Linked DNA regions of Mus musculus: region 2 is linked to region 1. A link is a contact called in public HiChIP or PLAC-seq data. All regions are on one chromosome and are shown on one strand. The core of a region is the stretch at or near the end of the contact, and the rest is flanking DNA. Distances in the headings are between cores, read along the strand shown.

What was found. HiChIP or PLAC-seq counts read pairs in DNA pulled down with a chosen protein or histone mark.
Region 2: an H3K4me3 HiChIP or PLAC-seq map of bone marrow-derived macrophages shows a contact between it and region 1, with 6 times the contacts expected there. The contact joins the promoter of Pex11b here to the promoter of H2bc18 in region 1. A contact is called at or near these places in 6 of 39 promoter capture datasets (the HPC-7 cell line, cranial neural crest, embryonic stem cells and 3 more), 20 of 484 Hi-C or Micro-C datasets (B cells, the Ba/F3 cell line, the C2C12 cell line and 9 more), 16 of 115 datasets of contacts at active chromatin or transcription factors (the 230-238 cell line, the SCID.adh cell line, T-cell acute lymphoblastic leukemia and 9 more) and 3 of 9 other capture datasets (adipose tissue, liver and pancreatic islet).

Annotation. Positions count from the first base shown.
Region 1 is chr3:96,267,827-96,271,181 of GRCm38.p6, forward strand. It overlaps H2bc18 (H2B clustered histone 18), which reads left to right and starts at 1,874. Exons shown (of 1, transcript NM_175666.3): 1 at 1,874-2,366. The coding sequence starts at 1,926. The coding sequence ends at 2,306. H3c13 (H3 clustered histone 13) reads left to right here and starts at 828. Exons shown (of 1, transcript NM_178215.2): 1 at 828-1,329. The coding sequence starts at 868. The coding sequence ends at 1,278.
Region 2 is chr3:96,633,905-96,637,259 of GRCm38.p6, forward strand. It overlaps Pex11b (peroxisomal biogenesis factor 11 beta), which reads left to right and starts at 1,526. Exons shown (of 4, transcript NM_011069.3): 1 at 1,526-1,839; 2 at 2,770-2,885; 3 at 3,227-3,355. The coding sequence starts at 1,784.

The DNA of each region.
Region 1 (3,355 bases), core at 624-3,123:
TGAGTTCGAGGCCGGCCTGGTCTACAGAGTGAGGTCCAAGACAGTCAGGGCTACACAGAGAAACCCTGTCTCGAAAAGAAAAGGAAAAAGAATCAAATAAATAAGTGCTCATTTGCTTTGAAAGTTATTTTGACTTGTCATCTAGATGACAGGTTTAACTATTTAGTAGCTGTTCTCCACTGGAAAGGCGGTATTAATACTTCTAGTCTTATCCTTCTGTTATATAAACATTTCATCTGCAGGACTTAATTGGCCGTTAGTGTAGAAGGGAGGTGGAAGGAACGCACTCTAGACAGAAGGAAAGGCGGGAGCGCCATACATAACGATAGTCAGTGTGCAGTAAATGTAAGACCGGCTTTGGTAGGGTTTCGAAATAGGTAAAACTTAAGTTTGCATTTGGTTCCTTTCACTATACATCGTTTTGTCATCTTTCGGCCGTGGTACAATGCGTTCAAATCACTGGGCACAAAGCCTGAAGTTAAATAAATGCTAACTGTCAGAGAAGAGCTACAGTATCTGGTGACTCGCTACAAAGTGAATCGCAGAACATGAAAAGGGCAAGTTTGTTTCCAAAGAAACCTGTTAGAAGAGCACACTGCGTGAGAAACACTTTAAACACTGCATTTAGGAAAGTTACATCAACTGAAAAGCACTATCTTTTTAAAACCCTCTGCGGTTCATAAATACAGGAAGGAAAAGTATCAGGAGAGAAGGAATAGTGTAACCATCTTGAAACTCAGCAAATAGGATCGAATTCTACCCAATCAGACTGCAAGTCCAGAAACTCCTGCTTTCTGGGCCCAATCAAGACGAAGATAAGTCTATAAGTATGGCCACTTGGCGTCTGCAAGCCGAAGTCGCAAAAATATGGCCCGTACGAAGCAGACCGCCCGCAAGTCCACCGGCGGCAAGGCCCCGCGCAAGCAGCTGGCCACCAAGGCCGCCCGCAAGAGCGCCCCGGCCACGGGCGGCGTGAAGAAGCCGCACCGCTACCGGCCCGGCACCGTGGCGCTGCGGGAGATCCGGCGCTACCAGAAGTCGACCGAGCTGCTGATCCGCAAGCTGCCGTTCCAGCGCCTGGTGCGCGAGATCGCGCAGGACTTCAAGACGGACCTGCGCTTCCAGAGCTCGGCCGTCATGGCGCTGCAGGAGGCGAGCGAGGCCTACCTGGTGGGGCTGTTCGAGGACACCAACCTGTGCGCCATCCACGCCAAACGCGTCACCATCATGCCCAAGGACATCCAGTTGGCCCGCCGCATCCGTGGGGAGCGCGCTTAAGCGCCCTGTTTCCCTTCCATCCCCCACAAAGGCTCTTTTCAGAGCCACCTACGTTGTCGATGAAAGTAGCTGTGTCAGCTTTGCAAATTGATTTTCAGTGTTTCAAATACGCCCTCAAGTGTGTCAGGCCTAACAGTTACCAGTAATCACATTCCTTATCCCAGGTTTATTCCATTTAGAGCTGGTCTTGAGCTCACTACTCAAATATGGGCCAGTCCAAAAAAGGAGTTCTAATTAGGGTCTCAGAACTGTGAACCTGAAAAATAGCCCCAAAATTCCAAGCGTGATACCTAAGAGCGATAGTTAACTTATTTCAACCTGGTGTTTTAAGGATCTGTAAGCGAAGGGAACATAAAGAACAGCTGAGGCAAAACTGCCGCTCTCAATAACAGGCTAGCATGAAATGGAAGGCTGCGATTGGCTAGAAAGAATTTCCTCTAAGCACCACCAAGGCTCGCAACCAGAATCGGTTTGAGTAGGCTCCGCCTCCTTGACGCTGACTCTGCTGTAAATCAACCAATAAAAATGGAATACCGTGTGAAACCTCATTTGCATACAAGCTCTATAAGTACCGCATAGCAAGCCGCGCTGAAACAGTTCGTAGTTGCCCGGTCTACCTTACGTTGCATCTTTAGACGCGGAGGAAAATGCCGGATCCAGCGAAGTCTGCTCCTGCCCCAAAGAAGGGCTCTAAGAAAGCTGTCACGAAAGTGCAGAAGAAAGATGGCAAGAAGCGCAAGCGCAGCCGCAAGGAGAGCTATTCTGTTTACGTGTACAAGGTCCTGAAGCAAGTGCACCCCGACACGGGCATCTCATCTAAGGCTATGGGAATCATGAATTCCTTCGTGAACGATATCTTCGAGCGCATCGCAGGTGAGGCTTCCCGTCTGGCGCATTACAACAAGCGCTCGACCATCACTTCCCGGGAGATCCAGACAGCCGTGCGTCTGCTGCTGCCGGGAGAGTTGGCTAAACACGCTGTGTCGGAAGGCACCAAGGCCGTCACCAAGTACACCAGCTCCAAGTGAAGTGCAGCAGAGACGTGATTGATCGGCTTTACCCAAAAGGCTCTTTTCAGAGCCACTTTAGTTCTCAAAAAAAGACTGTAAGCACTAAGGGTCTGATCTAGCAGGTAAGGTTAAGCCATGATGAGTCTGTTACCCTGCAGCGCTCTGGTGCAACATCGAGCGTTTCAAAGTGTTGGGCGGTGTCTTGGCTTGCTCAGCCTGCTCTCTTATATAACCCAAGACTACCAGCCCAGAGATGGTCCCACCCACAAGGGGCCTTTCCCCCTTGATCACTAATTGAGAAAATGCCTTAGAGTTGAATCTCATGGAGGCATTTCCTCAACTGAAGCTCCTTTCTCTGTGATAACCCCAGCTGTGTCAAGTTGACACAAAACTAGCCAGTACAATTGACCCCTTGTCAACTTGACACACAAACACATCACTAGTAAGCCTCAACCCTTACATTCTTATTCATCCCCAAGGTCTAAATAACTTTAAAAGTCCCACAGTCTTTACATATTCTTAAAATTTCAATCTCTTTAAAATATCCATCTCTTTTAAAATCCGAAGTCTTTTTACAATTAAAAGTCTCTTAACTGTGGGCTCCACTAAAACAGTTTCTTCCTTCAAGAGGGAAACTATCAGGGCACAGTCACAATCAAAAGCAAAAGTCAATCTCCAACCGTCCAATGTCTGGGATCCAACTTACGATCTTCTGGGCTCCTCCAAGGCCTTGGGTCACTTCTCCAGCCATGCCCTTTGTAGCACACGCGTCATCCTCTAGGCTCCAGATGCCTGTACTCCACTGCTGCTGCTGCTGCTCTTGGTGGTCATCTCATGGTACTGGCATCTCCAAAACACGGCATGACCCCTTCAGTCCTGGGCCATCAATTGCAACTGAGGCTGCACTTTCACCAATGGCCTTCCATGGCCTCTCACAGTGCCAAGCCTCAGCTGCTCTGCTCAACTCCTTCATGCCTTCAAAACCAGTACCACCTGGGTGACCCTTACACATTACCAAGCCCAGCCACAGCACAAGGTACAACTTTGGCTATATCTGGAACAAAGCC
Region 2 (3,355 bases), core at 276-2,775, 370 kb after region 1:
CAAGGCCAGCTTGGTCTACAAAGTGAGTTCCAGGACAGCCGGGGCTATACAGAGAAACCCTGTCTCGAAAAAAAACAAAAAAAGTAAAGTGAGGATGTCAGATATATTGGAGTTAGAAACAGTTGTGAGCTGGAAGAGCAGACTGTACCCTTAACCACTGAGCCATCTCTCCAGACTCCTCCCTCACCCCCACCCCACTTTCTTTCTCCAGGCTGGTCTGGAACTCACAAAGAAAGATCTACCTGCCTCTTCCTCCCAAGGCTGGTATCAAAGGCATGCACCACCACTACACAGTGGTTTTGGTTTAAATATCTAATGAGGTTTTTGCCTGCATGTATGTTTATATACTATCTGTGTTCCTGGTGCCTGAGAAGATTAGAACAGGGCTCCAGAGCGTCTGGAACAGAAGTTACAGATGCTGTGAGCTGCTATGTGGATGGGGGATTCAATCTGTCTTCTGGAAAAGCAGCCAGTAGAAAAGCAGCAGAGCCAACTCCAGCCCTAGATTTCTTTTTATAGTGGTTGTAGAGATCTTGTTTGTGATATTGTAGGTTTTTTGTTGTTTTGGTTTTTTTCCTCCTCACAACTATAGTCAGGCTATTGCTGCTACAGGCAAGTTTTTTTTGTTTGTTTGTTTTTGTTTTGTTTTTCAAGACAGGGTTTCTCTGTGCAGTTCTGGCTGTCCTGGAACTCACTCTGTAGACCAGGCTGGTCTCAAATTCAGAAATTTGCCTGCCTCTGCCTCCCAAGTGTTGGGATTAAAGGCGGGTGCCACCATGCCCGGCTTCGCTTTTTTTTTTTTTTTTTTTTTTAAATAATGTGTAAAGGTGTAAAAGTGTTTTCCTTGTGTACCATGTTCATGCCTGGTACCTGCTGAGGTTTGAGAAGGGTGTTGGATCCCCTGGAGTTTACCCCCCTACTGCCTCTCCCCATCCACTTCATTTCTCTTCAGAAGAAGGCAGGTCTCCGTTAGGTATCAACAGCATGGTATATTAAGTTGCAGTAAGACTAGGCACCTTCTTTGATTAAGTCTTTCATGAGGCAACACAGCAGGAGGAAAGGGTCCCGCAGAATCAGAGACAGCCCCTGTTCCCGCTGTTAGAAGTCCCACAAGAAGACCAAACTACACAACTATAGCATGTGCGAAGCAGTCTCATGCAGGCTCCCTGTAGCAGTTCAGTCTGAGCCCCTATGGGCCCAGTTTACTTGACTCTGTGCATTTTCTTGTACAGTCCTTCCCCTTGTCTTATGCAAAATTCTCCAAGGTCTGCCTAACTTTTGGCTGTGGGTCTGTGCCTTTGTTTCTACCAGTTGCTGTGTGAAGCCTCTCTGATGACAATTGGGCTAGGCACCAATCTTTGAGTATAGCAGACCATCGTTGTCAAGCGGCATCTCATTACATCCGCTTTCCCTAGGACAAATAGTCTAGGACAGGCTTCTGCTGTTCTGGGCGTTTGGGGCGGGTGGCGTGTGCGCCTTGGCGGCAACCTACAGCGCCTCCTGGCTCCCGCAGGCCCCACCCCTTGCTGCTGAGAATTTAAAGCAGAATGTGCTCCTAGGGGCGTGCTTAAAAGCCGGAGACCATCCCAGAGAAGGGTGAGCTGCCGGAAATGCACCCACGATCTCGCTTCGCGTCCTGAAATTCCACTTCAAGGCCGGCTCCGGCTGCTTGGCTTTCCTGCCGCCGTTTGTCCCTCGCGAAGCCCCGTTGCTCGCCCAGGAGGCGTGACTTGGGGCTGGAAGCAGGCGGGCCGCTGCGCCGTGGGCCCGGGCTGCCGCTGTCATGGACGCCTGGGTCCGCTTCAGTGCTCAGAGCCAAGCCCGGGAGCGGCTGTGTAGGTGCGGCCGACGGAGGAGCGCGGGCGGGAGGGCAGAGCAGGGTCCCGCGAGGCGACGGGCGCGCTACGGGGTCCCTAAGGGTCAGCTGTGGCTACGGGGGCCCGCGCGGCCCCGGAGGCGTACTCCGCAGCCGGTTGTGAGATGATTCTTCCCTGCTCAAGGGAAAGATGGGGAAACTGAGGCATGAGTGGGCCAGCGGGGAGGCCACCTAGGTTTACTGTGTCCACAGAGAGCAACAGTTTCCTCGCTGCTGTGGTGGCACGAGGGGCGATCCTCTCGGTTCTGCGTCCTCTCACCAGTTGTGACCTAGGAGCCTCGCTATCTCGGCTCTTCTTCGGTTTCCATCAGTCCAAGAACCTTAATCTATCTCTTAGTTTACCTACCCGGAGAACTAATCTGCCCTTCAACTAGATCTTCCTCTGTCGTGTTTCATGTATAAAATCGCAGTGTGGACGTCTGCGATGAACCCCGGGCTGCTTACTGGCCCTAAACTTTAGGCCTCATCATTTTCAAAACTCTTAGTCTCTTAACTCCAAAGAGTGCTCTCCACCATCTTCTAGGCTTTATTTTCCTCGCATGTCTTTCCCTTCCCCTGGCTTTGAGGAAAAAAATGGAAAGATATTGGTGTGAAACCGAGGAAGTGTCCCTGGTGGGGTTTTTGTTTACCAATTATTATTTGTCTGAGTGTTTGGTCTGCAAGAATGTATGTGTACCACATGTGTGTCTAGTGCCTGCAAAGGACAGAAGAGAGTGGTGGATCCCTGGAACTAGAGTTACAGACAGTTATGAGCCACCGTGTGGGTGCTGGGAGTGGAACCCGGGTCCCCTGCAAGAGCAAGTGCTCTTAACCGCCTCACCAGCCCACGGAGGATATGGTTGGCAGAGGGGTTAGGGAGGCCTGTCCCTTACTCTACGTGTCCTCCCCTCCAGGGCCGCCCAGTATGCCTGTTCCCTTCTCGGCCATGCTTTGCAGAGACATGGGGCTAGTCCCGAGTTACAGAAACAGATTCGACAACTGGAGGGTCATCTGAGCCTCGGACGAAAGTGTAAGTAAAGCAGACCTTCCTCTTATCATCCTCAGCTGGTAGCCCATGGCCTCTCCTCCCGTTCTGCCAGTTCGCCATCATTTGCCACTCTCCTGCATGCCTCCAGTTGAGGTCAGAGAACAGGTATAAGGAAGTTAGCACTGATTGGAAAAACACGGCACGAGAACACTAAACTGGCACAAAAATGAATTACGATTGGAAGTTAAGAAAAAGAACAAATTATTTTTACTCTTTCTTCCTGTATGTTATTATTGCTTGCTCAACTTTTATTTTTCTCTTCCCCACCCCCACCCCTGCCTCTGGACTTCAAACCCTTGCTTTCCCTTGTTAATCTCTACAAGTGCTACGCCTGGGGAACTCAACAGATGCCCTGGAGTCAGCCAAAAGGGCTGTGCACCTGTCAGATGTCGTTCTGAGATTCTGCATCACTGTCAGTCACCTCAACCGAGCCTTGTACTTTGCCTGTGACA